Regions from separate parts of the Ovis aries genome. Here region 2 is linked to region 1. A link is a contact called in public Hi-C data. All regions are on one chromosome and are shown on one strand. Each heading gives the region's core, a stretch centred on a gene start, on an enhancer-like site or on the middle of the called end of the contact. The rest is flanking DNA. Distances are from core to core; before and after follow the strand shown.

Region 1 (6,838 bases), core at 3,928-6,427:
AAGAACACTGGAGTGGGTTGCCATTGTGGTGTTTAAAAAGGCTTTCTTGCTGTTGTTCTAAACAATGTAGCCTGGGTGTGCTTTTTTTTTTTTTTTTTTAAGCAGTGGCTATAGACATAGTGCTATCATGTATCTTTTTCTAGAATCTGAGCTTTAACAAGTGGAAAACTGTGTGTAAAGCAGTGGGGGCGGGGGTGCAGGTTGGGGGCTGGTGGGGGGACATGGAGAACTGAAAAGTGGTGTAATTAAGGTGATGGATTATTTTTTCTTAACCAATGCTTTCTATTTTCAATACAAGTAAAAAGAATAATAAGCCAGTAAAAATATATAAAGCCCATAATCTGAGTTCTGTAGTTGTTTACCAGGTAGTTATTTTTAGCAGGTTGCAGTGGAAGCAAGAGCTCTTGTTCATGTTAGAGGCTGTGGGCTTTGAACAAAGCAGGAGCAGAGAGACCCATGGGAGTCCCAGGCACGGGTGGTGGTGAGAGTGAAGGATTCGAAAGCGCTGCGTCAACCACTGATGGCTGCTAAGAGGAACATCAGCAGCTCCTGCTCACAGCTGTGAGCGTGGGTTTTACGTCTCAGACCAGCTCTGAGGGCTGCTGGCACAGTCTCTTGGGCCTCTCTTCGTTCAGTCCTCTGCAGTTTTCATCCAGGTAAAGCTAGGAGAAAGAGGACAGCACAGGCTGTCTCCTGGGCATAGAGGGGACCCATTTGGGGCAGTGACAGATGCCTAGGGTTTGACCCTGTGTCTCAGGTTTTCAGGTCTGTTTATTTCCTACCAACTGGTCCATCTCTGCCATGTCTCTTCCCCATCTTTCCATCCCTGCCCTTATCCCCGGTTGATCTGCCAGTCGGCTACCTCCCTGAGACTTTGCTCCCCAGTGTAATCCCCCCTATGCCAGGGCACAAGACCTGGGATGAGCCTCAAATTCCCCTTTCTCTGGCATCCCTTTCTCCCACAGCTCTCTTGACTAGAAGCACTTGCAAGACGCAGTGAGGGTTAAATGGCATTCTCGCCGTAATCCTCTGATGAAAGGCAGAGAAGTATTCCCAACCCCTGCCAGGGCTCCAGATAGGCAGCTGTAGGGTGTGACTCCTTCTCCTTGGCCCCCTCCCCCTGAGGTCCCCAGCTGCCAGATCAGAGCTAGGTGTTGCTGAGCCAGGGAGCCTGGAGATGAGATGCGTGTGAACCACTAACTGCCCGGCTGCTATTGCTGCCCAAGGGGACGCCAAGGCATCCTTTGTGAGGTTCAAGCTGCAGAGGCTTGACACATCGCCCTGCAAGTTTACCATTCATCTAAACTGCCGCCAACGTCAGTTTCTCTAAGGGGAGAAAAAAATTTTTTTCACTGACTTTTCCTCTCTCCAGGAACAGAAAGGACAAGCCTTAATTTAACAGAAGTAATCTAAGTGCTACCAAAGAGAGGACAAGTGTTCAGACTTCAGGCAGCCACGGATCTGGGTTTAGGGGTGTCTTAGACAGGTGTGGGGTGGGGGGCAGGCAGCAGCTTTCCTACTAACTGAGTGGAACTCTCCCACTGACCGCCCCCCCCCAAAACACACACACACACTCACACTGAGTGCAAGGCAAATGAAGAGTCATTTCGCAGGGAGATTGTATACTTCTACATTCTTCCAAACAGATCTGTGGGCGTGACTGCGTTCTTCGACCCTCTTCTATAAACTTCTCTAGAGAAGCCAGCTTTGTCTTTTGTTTGTTTAATCTCACAAATTAAATAAATGTTTTAACTGAAATGCCCCTTCTCCAGCTCTTCGTTTTCAACCTACACATGCGAGACTGCAGACAGGCCAGGCCTGAAACAGTTCTGATTTGCAGTGAACCTTTTCTCCCTCTCCGAGAAAAATGATTTACGTACACTAGGTATCTTTCGAAACATTTCTCTTGGAAACCTGGGTGACTCCTCCAGGTCTGGAGGACATTTCATAAACTTAGCTGCAGGAGATGTTTTCGCTTTTTGGTGATTCAGTGAGAATTTGACTGAGACAATCCGCAGACAGGTTCAGACAGAAGAAAGAAGCAGAAAGGGAGAGGTCTGCTTCCTGTTCCACCCCATGTGGTTAGAGCAGAGTCTGCACACTTTTTCTGTCAGTGCACAGATAGTGAACATGTTGGGCTCTGTGACACTGTGTGGCTGGGACTCACTGCACCTGTAGCACAAAGTGAAGTGAAAGTGAAGTCGCTCAGTCATGTCCGACTCTTTGCGACCCCACAGACTGTAGCCTACCAGGATCTGCAGTCCATGGGATTCTCCAGGCAAGGATACTGGAGTGGGATGCCATTTCCTTCTCCAGGGGATCTTCCCGACCCAGGGATCGAACCCGGGTCTCCTGCATCGTAGGCAGATGCTTTACCGTCTGAGCCACCAGGGAAGCACAAAGGCAGCCATAAGCCATATGCGATGAGGGTGGCTGTGTTCCCAAATGTACAGAAATAGGCTGAGAGCCAGATTTCGTCTTCTGACCCCTGGGTTCCGGCATGGGTGGAGGATTTGGTCCACGTACTTCCAGTCCTGACCCCGCCACTTCCCAGCCGTGTGTGCTTCCTCTGAAAGCTCTGGGCCATCTCTCAGGTTCCACTCTGTGCTGCCCCCGTCCTCCTCCTCAGTTTTCCTCCAGGCAAAACCAGGAGAAAGTCACTTATCCTCTCAGGTTCTCCGCTTTTCCCATCTGAGAGTCATGAAGAATAAAGATGATAAGTAGTCCAACGCCTGGCACCCAGGAAGTCTCTACTCATTAGAGCGGTAGTTATGCTCACATGTCGCAGTTGCTTATTAATTCAGTAACCCTGTTTGCACAACAGGAATGGAAAGAACCTACCTACTGTGTAATTTTTTTTTTTATACTCCCATATCGCTTCTCAGCCTTTTGGCTAAGATCAAGTGTATTATCCTCCCGTGCAGGACTTCTTAGAATCTATTGTTTCTCAGAATTTAAATTCTCCACCTCACACCACTCCTTTCTCCAAGGGGCTCAGAACTTTTACAGGTGGAAGCCTACTCAACCTTGCAAATACACTTGGAGTTATTGACTATTTAAATTTCTGTTTCTCATTATCTTACACGATGAGAAAACCGTATACAGAATTAGAAGGTAGAAATTCATGAAAAATAGAACAGACATTGAGAGCATCTTTCAGTTGGGGGGAAATCAAAGTCTGTGAGTACATGGGGGAAGTTTGAACAATCAAAGGGACTCTTCAGGTGAGCACATCACCAGTGTTGGACAAAGTTGAAGTCACCTGCGTTTTTTTCTCCCATCCTGGGGGACATGTCTCCAGCTCCTGAGTTGTGACACAATGGCCCGGGCATCTCATATGGCTGAGGGGGCAAGTGGGGCTAAAATGCAGCCACTTACCAGCATCTGCCCAAAGGGGGCACCTTTTTGCATTTTAATGTAGAGGCATGGTATAAGGTAACAGAATCTAACACTTTCCAAGAATAACTATTCTGTGAAGTACCATTAGGTCATCAAGGTTTTTTCAAGGAAGTCTGAATGTTGGTCCGACATGCATTCCTCCATTCAGCTGTCCACTCATTCATCTAGCCACCTTCCATCCCTGTACCCCATCTATTCATCCATCCATCCAACATTCCTGGGATTGCTGCCCTTATCTAGGAAGGTGCTCTGGAAAAGGACTTAAGCCCTATTGACCTTCCTTTTCTCTGGCTGGCAGACCACAGCCTCATTAGCATACAGCCCTTGAAGACTGCCTCAGAGCCAAATTCTAAAGCAGCAGCCTGTGGGAGTTGAGTCTCTTTAGCTGGAGAAGATCCTAAGAAACTCTGGCCCCAACTGCAGGTCATCAAAAATTGCCTGAGGGGGATGAGAGGAGGCCTGTTAGCTGTATCCTCTCTTTTCTGACTGCCTTAACATTAAAAACACAAATTCACATAGTATATTTTCTCATTTCTCCAAACAAATGTCCAGGGAGAATGTTTAAGGAGCCAATATGATGTCGTCCACCAAATGGCTTCTGTCACTACAATTTTCTGCATGGTGATCATTTCTGGGGAGGGGAGTATTAGCAGGAAATGGGAGGAAGGTTTATGAGAAAGTGGAGTTTGTCTTCCAGAGCAGAGCAGAACCTGAGGCCGGGGATCTAGCTCTGATTCTGAATCTGTAACCCACATAACATGACTTCTCCAGAGTCATGTCTGACTCTATGCAACTTCCATGGACTGTTCACCAAGCTCCTCTGTCCATGGGATTCTCCAGGCAAGAATACTGGAGTGGGTTGCTATTTCCTCCTCCAGGGGATCTTCCCAACCCAGGGATTGAACCTGAGTCTCTTCTGTCTCTATCTTTGGCAGGCGGGTTCTCTACTGTCCCCTAGATCCTCCCCACCGTGCCCCAGCTTTGTGGCTATCATAAGCAATATTTCGGGAGTCGAGTGAAGAAGGCCTCAGCCCCAGCGTGTTGAGCCCTGGGGGTGGGAGATGAGGCAGTGTATTTAGTGTTGAGAACCAGCATTGTGGCTGAAGGAAAGCAGCTTTTTGAAGTGAGACTGTGTGGTGACGGTGGGGACGAGAGCAGTTGTGACTGTTTCACGCTTTTGACAAAAATGAGTGCTTCTGCTTTGGGGTTCTGGTCAGGCGCTTCAGAGCGGGAGTTCATCCCTGTGGGCGTATCGCCTTCCTTTCCCCTCATGGCTGAGCTGTGGCCTCATTAGAGGGTGGGTCTCACTGTGGAGCCAAATGGAAATCAGAGGCAGCCCCGAGGACACCCTTTGGGGAGAGGCAGGTGGCCCGGAGGAAGCTGGAGTCCATCTCTGCACACTTTGTTGTTTCTCGTGCGTTCTTCTGAGCCCACATGAAAAGCCAGCAGCAGGATGGTTGCCAGGCAGCAGATCCTCTTGGTGACCTGCATAATGAGTTGACACCACGTCCCTGTGACTCACGAGCTGGCCACTTCAAGGAGCTGTGTTCAGTGCCTTGCTTTCCCTTTCCGTTTCTGTGCCTAATTTTCAATACAGTCACAAAAAGAGGGAGGGAGGGAGGGAAGGAGGACTGGAGGGAAGGAGCTTTCTCAGCTACAGTAATCAAAGTGTTAAAAGGCGGAAATGGTCTTGGGAGTGAACACAAATAGAGGAGGTGCTAAGGAAGAAGACAGCGTAAAAGGGGCGTGGTGGTGACCCTGGGGTTCTGGGATCCTTTCCACCCGAGGGGTGGCGGCCGCAGCTGCCAGGGTGTATGCTGGTGACACATTCTTGTCATAGCTCCTCCCAACCCTGTGGCACTTCCGATGGGCTCAGAGACACCAACGAACCCTGTACCCTAGCACAAGGGAATTCCCTAAAACTAGAGGAGTCAATGATTAAGAGCTGGAAAAGTGAACAGGCTCTGAAAGATTTTCCAAGAAAAATGCTCTCATTTTTCTAACACTTCTGAGAAGGCCTCAGAAGATCTGATTCACCCCTCAGCTATCTCCCAAATCAAAGAGAGGTGCTCCGGGGTTCAGGCTGCAGGAGTCGGCAAACACTGACTCAGAAATAGGAGTCTTCACCTCAGTTCAGTCTTTTAATCACAGGCATTTATGGAGAGCCTTCTTGGTGCATACATACCCTGAGGTAGAAACCAGGATGAGAGCAAGTGCTTCTGCTTGAGGAGCTCCACGTCTTGTGAGGGAGGCATGAAAATATCAATGAGCTTTGTCTGCGTCTTGAGCAGAGATACACCCACAGGGTAGGACCAATGGTACGAGGAGAAGGCAGCAGCATCTCCTCCCCACCACTGTGGCTCCCACCTGGGATATTCCACGGATAGAGAGCACACATCTTTCTGGCCACCTCTACTTGATGTAAGCAGCTAGGGAGGAATTTTTCATAGGTTAAGCATACATCATTTTTCAGAAGTAAAGATCATGTCTGGTTTTGGCAAGCTCAAAAGCTCCTAGTCCCATTTGGGCCAGATTCTCATTTGATGTAAATCGTTGGGAGAATCGAGTTGTAGCACTGTTTTGCATTAAATGGGACTCCAGCCAGTCTTTCCCCAGAGTTACCCTGGGCTTAAATCTACGACATCATCTCCATGGCAACCAGAGGCTGGCCAGTGAATGTGGTTGCCTTGTAAATCCTCTGCTAGCTTCTCTTCCATCCTCTGTCTTTTCCGTGATTAGAATGTTCTCCCTCCCTCTGCTCTCACTCATTCACTGTCTCTCTCACATACCTACGATCGTTTTGCACCCACATTTTTTGGTTGCAACATCCTTCCAATCCGCTTTTTAAATCCTCCATTCAATTAAAAAATGAAGATGTGTTAGTCATTGCTTGACAGTGGTAATTGACCTGTTTAGACAAGACCAGGCTGATTTCAGTGGGCATGGAAGCCTTGGCAAACCAAAGTGGAATTCCCCTTCAAGTCTAGCCAGCCTAATTAATACATTGTTTGAGAATGCTGGCCAGCCTGACCAAATATTGTTATTTCCACCCATTTGGAGAATCAGTCCTATGGAATCCCAGAAGTCATTTTAACATCACTTGCATGTATTCCTGTGTGTATATGTGTGTGTGTGTGTGAGAGAGAGAGAGAGAGAGAATCATAATGCTTCTACCTATTATAGAGTATTGTAGTTTAACAGAAAGAAGAAAAGAGTTTTGGAATCATACAGTTCTTGGTTGAATACAGTAGTTACCACTTACTTGCTGTATGACCATTCATTTAACCTCTCTGAGCCTCTGTTTCCTCATCTGTAAAATGGGTCTGAGAGTACCTACCTGATAGGGTTGTAAGTAGGAAGTAATATCAATCACTGAAAAGTGCTTGGCCCACCCTAAATACTCAGTACCATCTTGTTCCCCTGTCCCCTTCCCTATCCA
Region 2 (7,328 bases), core at 2,681-5,180, 170 kb after region 1:
CTCCCAAAGGTTTGGTGTCTTTTTTTTTTTTTTTTTTTTGCTAGATTCATCATAATGAAGCATGAGAAAGAGGAAAGCACTTTTAGAAAGTGACCTGAAACTGCAGAAGACCCAGAGTTTAGAGGAATATCAAGGCAAGAGGCTAGAAAGGCCAATTTAGGAGTGAGTCAGCAATTGCTCGGGGCGATTCAATTTATTTAATTTTTAAAAAGGGAGTGAAAAAGTGTTCTTTTTTTTTCTGAAAAGCAAAATACCCAACCAGGGAATGCTCTCTGCCCCACATAGCATCTCTCATACAATGCTGCAGCCTTTCTGAAACCATCAACCGTGTACGCGTGTGGAATTATTCCCTCAAGGAAAGCAGATGAAACTCTGGTGCATAAGATTCGTATAACTGCTGGAGAGAGATGGGAATGGACACTCTGGGGAATTCGCTGACTGGTGGGAGGGGATACCAGATGACCCAGAAGCACCGAGCCCTTCAGGCACATAGTACTCACAGAAGAAGCATCTCACACCCAGCAGGTGCACAAAGAAGGTCGAGCTACTGTGGGCCCTGGGGACCAGACATCATTATTCTAACCACCCTTAGCGTCCCCCTAGCCTAATGGGCCATGCTGACCAAGGCTGGGTGAGGCTACACAGGCCACTGCCAAGCCCAGCCATGCCCACCCTGGCCCCCACGATGCTTAGAGCCCTCCCTTCGGCAGGCTGCCCAAGCTGATGGATTGCATCCCGTCAGGATATTGATCCTGATGAACTAGGGGACCTCTGGCTGTGATTAAAAGAACCTGAGCATAAAGAAAAGTCTTGAACTATAGATGATACTGTGTCACTTGGGAGACATTGTCAGAAAATCAACTCCAAACAGTTCTAATGGAATGTGATGGAGATGTTAAGTATCCAGGGAGTGGGGCGAGAGGAGGTTCCCCACAATCAGCAGGTGGTTGGCAGGAGGTCCCAGGAAGCTGTCTACAAATGCAGAGTCCCTGGGCTTCGGGTGGAGGTCATTCAACCACTAACCGTTTTGCAAGATGACCTTGCATCACATCCCTTTAGTGAGAACAGCCCAGCCCCCATATAGCCGAGATCCCAGAGAGCAGTGGGCCTGTAGCCACCTTGTAGTCCTCCCCACCCCGGCCAAGACTCCCAGCACCTCTTCTCTCCTGAGTCCACAGTGAATAGAAAAGGCCCCTGCAGGCAGGTCTTCTCCACATCTCCTCCATCCCCAGGTTCAGAGTCTCCCGGGAGTTAAGAACCCTCTTCCCCCTTCTGTTCTCACTTCTCCCGATGAAATTCCTGCCCACTGTGCTGGGTGTCCTTGAGCAAGGCAATCGGGCTGTTTAAGGTCAGTGAGGCCCTTATGTCCTTGGAGACCCAGGCTGATTCCGGAGAAACAGATGGCCCCTTGGCGGCTTCCCAGCATGAAAACGACTTGAGCAGAGGTAAACGAGGATGCGAGTAACATGACATGGCTCTTCAAAAGGATCTGAAAACCTGCATAAGAGCCGCGTCAACGGTTCACTGCATTCTGTGATGGTTTTCAAAATGCGTTTTCACGAAGGCTAGTTCTGTGTCTAATTCATCTTTCTCTCCCCCACATCAGGTGCTCCACGTAACAACAACATGCTTCCACATGCGCTGCGTTTCACGTTGGCAGGGTCCCTCCCCATCAGCTATTCGTCCTGATACCTTCTGAGCACCTAGTGTGTGCCAGGCACTGTGCTGGGTCACAGGAATGAGACACGTGGGTGCCCCTGCCCCATGGAACTCCATGCTGAGCAGGGACATTTAGAACACAGTGTGATGAACACTTGACAGACCCCCTCCAAGCCCAGACTGGGAGGGGGTCAGCTGAGGAAGCTTCGTGGTGGTGACCCTGAGCCCAGTCCTGGCTGTGATTTGGACAGTGAGGGAAGTGAGCACAGAGCATTGAAGGGATGGCTGGGCGGGGGCTGTGAGCATCAAGGTCTCCACCCTGGGAAGTGGGGAGTGGGGGTGAGGGTCAGGGGTGGAGGCACAAGACCCACAGGGGTTTGGGTTCCCAGGGCTTGTGCCCCAAGCAAAGAGCCTGGCTTTTGCTGGAAGAATCACGGCAGGATTTGAAGCAGAGGAATGATACACCTGCACGCACATTTGGGGAAGGTCTTTCTGCTGCAGAGGAGAGGGAGGAGATGTGGCTGGGCATGAAGAGGCTGGAGGCGGGAAGCAGGTGGGAGGGGGGAGAAGCCACACACTGGGGGGCTGTCGGCTGATGGAGAAGGGACAGAGGTGGAGGGATGGTTGGGAAAAGCAACGTTCTCAGTGACCCCTTGACCATGGTGAGTGCTGGAGGTCAGGCTGATTCCCAAGTCTGCCTTAGAAGCTTGGCAGAAATTGGGGTCACTTGTCATGCTGGAAATTCAGGAGCAGGGAGAGGAGTCAGAGAAGGAAGTGGCCATCGAGTCAGGTGAAAAAGTGAAATGTTAGTCGCTCAGTCATGTCCAGCTCAGTGTGACCCCATGGGCTGTAACCCGCCAGCCTCCTCTGTCCATGGGATTCTCCAGGCAAGAATACTGGAGTGGGTTGCCATTCCATTCTCCAAAGGATCTCCCAACCCAGGGATTGAACCTGGGTCTCAACTCTGCCTACACTGCAGGCAGATTCTTTATGGACTGAGCCACCAGAGGAGCCCCATCAAGCCAGTTAGGGGCCTGCATAGCAGCCTGGGCTGGTCTGTGTGGAAGCCGTGGGCACTGAGCTCCACTCCGGAGCCCTGGACAAGGACTGGCTGTAGATAGATCCTGGGGTCAGGAAACCTCTGGGGGAGGTGGGGGATGAATCCTGTTGGGCCATGTTGCCCCAAGGAAGCACACAGTATTATTTAAACAACAAGCACAACAAAAGATTCAAGGGTGTGGAACTGAACCTAGGAGACACCAATATAGAAACTATAGAAAAAGGGAGATCCACAAACAAGGCTTTTTAAAAGCCTGGGGGTGGTGCTGGGGGAAAATCAGGAAAATGATACCATGAAAACAGTGAAGGAAGGGAAGGGGCCTCAAGTTCTTTGAGTCCTGATTTGTTCTTACCACCATCATTGTTCCCATTTCACAGAGAAGAAAACTGAGGATCAGAGAGTCCAGGAAGTAAGCAATCTACCCAAGGCTCTTCATTTAGAGACAAGCCTCCAACCCAAGTCTTCAGTGTCAGTCCAGTTCAGGTCTCATTCCTCAGGGCTGCCTCTCACAGAGCAGATCTTAGGTTCATTAGTTCACTTATTTAGTCTTGAAAACTGTAACTACATCTTATGGTCAGAATAAGTCACTGCAGAAGGAGGAAGCAGTCCACACGAACGAGCCGGTGAACGAGCTGAGCTCGAGGCGTTCTGCAAGTGTGGCAGCCGGACCCGCGTTTATTAAAACGCTTCCCACCTGCTCAGGCCCGTGTCCTCCACTATCCCGGATGGTCCCTGCCAGGTCCATATGGGTTCAGAGTCTGAGCCCCAGGAGTGGCGACCCCTGAGTCTCGCAGACACGGAGAGCGGGGCTGGCTGCGCAGTTGGCAGGGTTGGGACTGGGAGCCTGACACGGACCCGGGTGCCGCTGCCGCCTCCCGGAGCCGCGGGGAGCCCTCCCTTTCGTGCGCGAGCCGGCAGCGCCCCCTGGTGCTCGGCGCCAGCACCAACACATCCCGGTGAGCGCAGCTGGCGCCGAGAGGCCATGCGTTCCTGCCAGCCAGACACTGGAGCAATCTCAGACTCTTGTTTATCTCAAATCTTCAGCCCCTCGTGGCCAGTTCAGACGATCTGAAAGGTTTTCCAAAGGGGACTTTGTTGGCCTGAACACGTTCACCGGGAGTGAGGACGACAAGGAGCAAAATGACTGCAAGAATTATCAAAACCCTTAAGAGGCAGAGACAGATGGACAGCCCTGGGAGAGAAACCCGATGTTTCAGGAAGAGCCAAGCAAAGGAGATACAGAGAGGAAAACATGGAACTCAGCCGCCCTGAACACATCATTAAGACCAGCCACTGCTGAATGATAGATACAATGAACAAAATTGTTTTCCCATGGAAATAAAAAAAGGAGAAAGAGGAAAGAAAAAAAGATACATATGTGCCCAGGGAGATTTTTTTTTTAACGGTGATAACAGTACCAAGGGGCTTCCTCTGTGGCTCAGCGGTAAAAAAAATCTTCCTGCAGTGCAGGAGCCACAGGAGACAGGGGTTTGATCCCTGGGTCAGGAAGATCCCCTGGAGGCATCCCACTCCAGTATTCTTGTTGGGAGATTCCCATGGACAGAGGAGCCTGGTGGGCTATAGTCCATAGGGTCTCAAAGAGTCAGACACGACTGAAATGACTTAGTATGCATGCAGCAATACTGGAAAGAGGAAAATGCAGGGTCCTCTGAAGAAACAGGGAGGAGGCCACTGATTTGGAATTCACTTGAGGTGGGGATGACGGACTTTCCCTCTGCACCCGGCTTAAGAGTCAATCAGTCTTGAAATGCACTAGAGAAACCAACAAACAAAATATTCCCTTCTCCCACATCTCTCATGCAAAGTGTCCCAAAGAGGCTCCTGCAGAATGGAATTGAGCCGAACTCTGCAATGAGAACGCATACACGCTATAAAGGAACATTCTATATAGAAGCAATCAATCCAAGGTGATTCGCGCGATCAGTCAGTCAGAGGTGTAAATCCCTCGGGACGCATGAGGTGTGTGGCTGGTCTGAATGCCTATTTTCTAGGGGCAATGAATGAATGGATCTCTCCCTCCTTCCCAGACTCCAATGCTTTTAGCAGTTGGCACTGTGGCAGGATTTATACAGTTCTTGTAAACTGTACCTTCCCTCTCTCCTTTCCAAAGGTTTCTTTCAATAAAATGCAGATGGAATTGTTCGAGAGCTGCTTTTCATGTGTTTATAGATTACTTCTGCTGGGCTGCTTTTATGCAGGTGCAGGTCTCTAGGCCTCTTTGTTTTTTATTTTCTCTGCCTATTAGGAAAATGGAAACATATGGATTCCTGGTCTGGGCCCAGCAGACCTTATAGAATCATATCCCTCTTGCCTTCCTCACACATCTTCCTGTAATCACATGACTCTGAATTAGCCTCTTAACTCCCTGGCGGAAAAGCCATAATATGGGAAAATTCAATAAAACACATACGCCGTCTGAATGCCAAAGCACTTACAAAAATAGATGGGAACGTGGTCATTTATACAACTGTGAAAGGAGAGTCTTAGCTGACATTGGTGATAAGTCACAGTTGCATAAAGAAACAGACATTCAACATGGCAGACATGAGCCTGGTGTTCAGGCAAACTAAGATTGTTAAGCCTAATTGGGAAGACAGTAGCACTCGAGTATAAAGAAATTGCAGGCTTGAATCTGGATCTGCACCACCAATACCAACATTTCCAGGTTACATGAGCAGTTTGATGTAGAGATTTCTTGACTATTCTTTGCGTGGAAAATGAAGAGTCTAGAGACATATGCAGAGTGTTCCCAGAAATGAACAGTAAAGCCCTGCTATAGGTTATATTTCCATGTCATAATTTTCTTTGAAAATAAATAACTCACCTACTGAAGGCTGCATGTGTTTTACGAAAATAGCCCACTACATTCCTTTAGGAAGAGGAAATCAGTTAATGTTCACCCAGGAGGCTGTCCACCATTCCCAGCAGAGTGCTCAATAAGACTAATAGGAACACATAGCATCTACGTTGCTCTAATTTTCAGGAAAAGAACATCCCTCAGGTGAAGATTATAATTTTGCTGTCCTTCTTCCATGCCAGTCTACAGACAGCCTAGGAAGGAGGTGAAACACGCAGACAACCATCCCCAGCTGCATCTGGATGAAAAGACAAATGCATCCTGCGAGGCTGCATTTGGGGGCCTCAAAGAGATTTGCACAAATTCAGACTAAAATATGGCGGGATTCCATGTGCTTCCCTGAGCCTTTCGGGAACACTGCCAAAGCTGCAGTCTAGAGGGAGTCACACGGTTGAACCCTGCCAACCAGAGTCTCTGACCATCTTCCTGACTCAATGGGTGCTCTTCTGTCTGGATAGATTTCACTTGGGTGGGGCACAGACTTTCAAACCTTCACAAGCTCTTCCCTGGACCCACTCTGGGATATGGAGCTAAGGTACCCCAGAAAGGCAATGGCACCAGATGCCCCCTGGTGAAGGATCAAAGAAGAAAGAGAGAAAGTGAAGTCGCTCAGTCGTGTCCGACTCTTTGTGACCCTGTGGACTGTAGCCTACCAGGCTTCTCCGTCCATGGGATTCTCCAGGCAAGAATACTGGAGTGGGTTACCGTTTCCTTCTCCAGGGGATCTTCCCGACTCAGGGATCGAACCCAGGTCTCCCGCATCGGAGGCAGATGCTTTAACCTCTGAGCCACCAGGGAAGCCCTAGAGGGTTACTGTATGCAATAAATGTATTGTTGATGGAGATTTGCTTGGTGAACACAGTGAAAGCAAAAAAAAAAAAAAAATCACGGATAAGGATCTACTGATAAAAATCCCTAGTGTTATTCAACTCCAATATAGTTCAGTCACTCAGTTGTGTGTGACTCTTTGTGACCCCATGAACCGCAGCACACCAGGCCTCCCTGTCCATCACCAACTCCCAGATTTCACCCAAACCCACTGAGTCGGTGATGCCATCCAACCATCTCATCCTTTGTTGTCCCCTTCTCCTGCCCTCAATCTTTCCCAGCATCAGCGTCTTTTCCAATGAGTCAGCTCTTCGCATCAGGTGGCCAAAGTATTGAAGTTTCAGCTTCAACATCAGTCCTTCCAATGAATACCCAGGACTGATCTCCTTTTGGATGGACTGGTTCGATCTCCTTGCAGTCCAAGGGACTCTCCAGAGTCTTCTCCAACACCACAGTTCAAAAGCGTAAATTCTTCAGTGCTCAGCTTTCTTTAAAGTCCAACTCTCACATCCATACAGGACTCATTTGGTCTTGTCCAATTCTTTGCAACCCCGTAGGCTGTAGCCTGCCAGGCTTCTCTGTCCATGGGATTCTCCAGGCAAGAATCCTGGAGTGGGTTGCCATTCGCTTCTCCAGGGGATTTTCCTGACCCAGGGATTGAACCCGGGTCTCCTGCATTGTAGGCGGATTCTTTACCATCTGAGCCGCCAGGGAAGCCCCAGTGAAGTTCTGCTTGGGAAACTGTTACAATGAGCCTCATGACTTGAACTTGGCTTTTCTCTTCCCAGATTCATGAGTCCGATTCTACACCAGGTGCTTCTCCAAAGAAAGTGAAACAAGGGAAGGGCAAGCAGTGGGATCCCTGACTCCAGCCTCCACTGTGGTTCCAGTTTGGCCGTATAC

Evidence for each region. A called contact is a pair of places that touch in the nucleus more often than the background predicts.
Region 2: a contact with region 1 is called in a Hi-C map of mixed tissues, with 4 times the contacts expected there. The contact joins two enhancer-like sites. A contact is called at or near these places in 4 of 16 Hi-C or Micro-C datasets (blood, hypothalamus and mixed tissues).

What each region holds. Positions count from the first base shown.
Region 1 is chr2:207,920,979-207,927,816 of ARS-UI_Ramb_v3.0, forward strand. All of the region lies in intron 15 of NRP2 (neuropilin 2), which reads left to right. It overlaps TRNAR-ACG (transfer RNA arginine (anticodon ACG)), which reads right to left and starts at 2,394; the gene lies at 2,323-2,394. Within about 2 kb of position 5,178, at least 7 of the 54 cell types and tissues checked have an H3K27ac peak or open chromatin away from gene starts, as enhancers often do.
Region 2 is chr2:208,089,636-208,096,963 of ARS-UI_Ramb_v3.0, forward strand. No RefSeq gene overlaps it. Among named protein-coding and RNA genes, the nearest start is that of INO80D, 120 kb to the right of the region's middle. Within about 2 kb of position 3,931, at least 3 of the 54 cell types and tissues checked have an H3K27ac peak or open chromatin away from gene starts, as enhancers often do.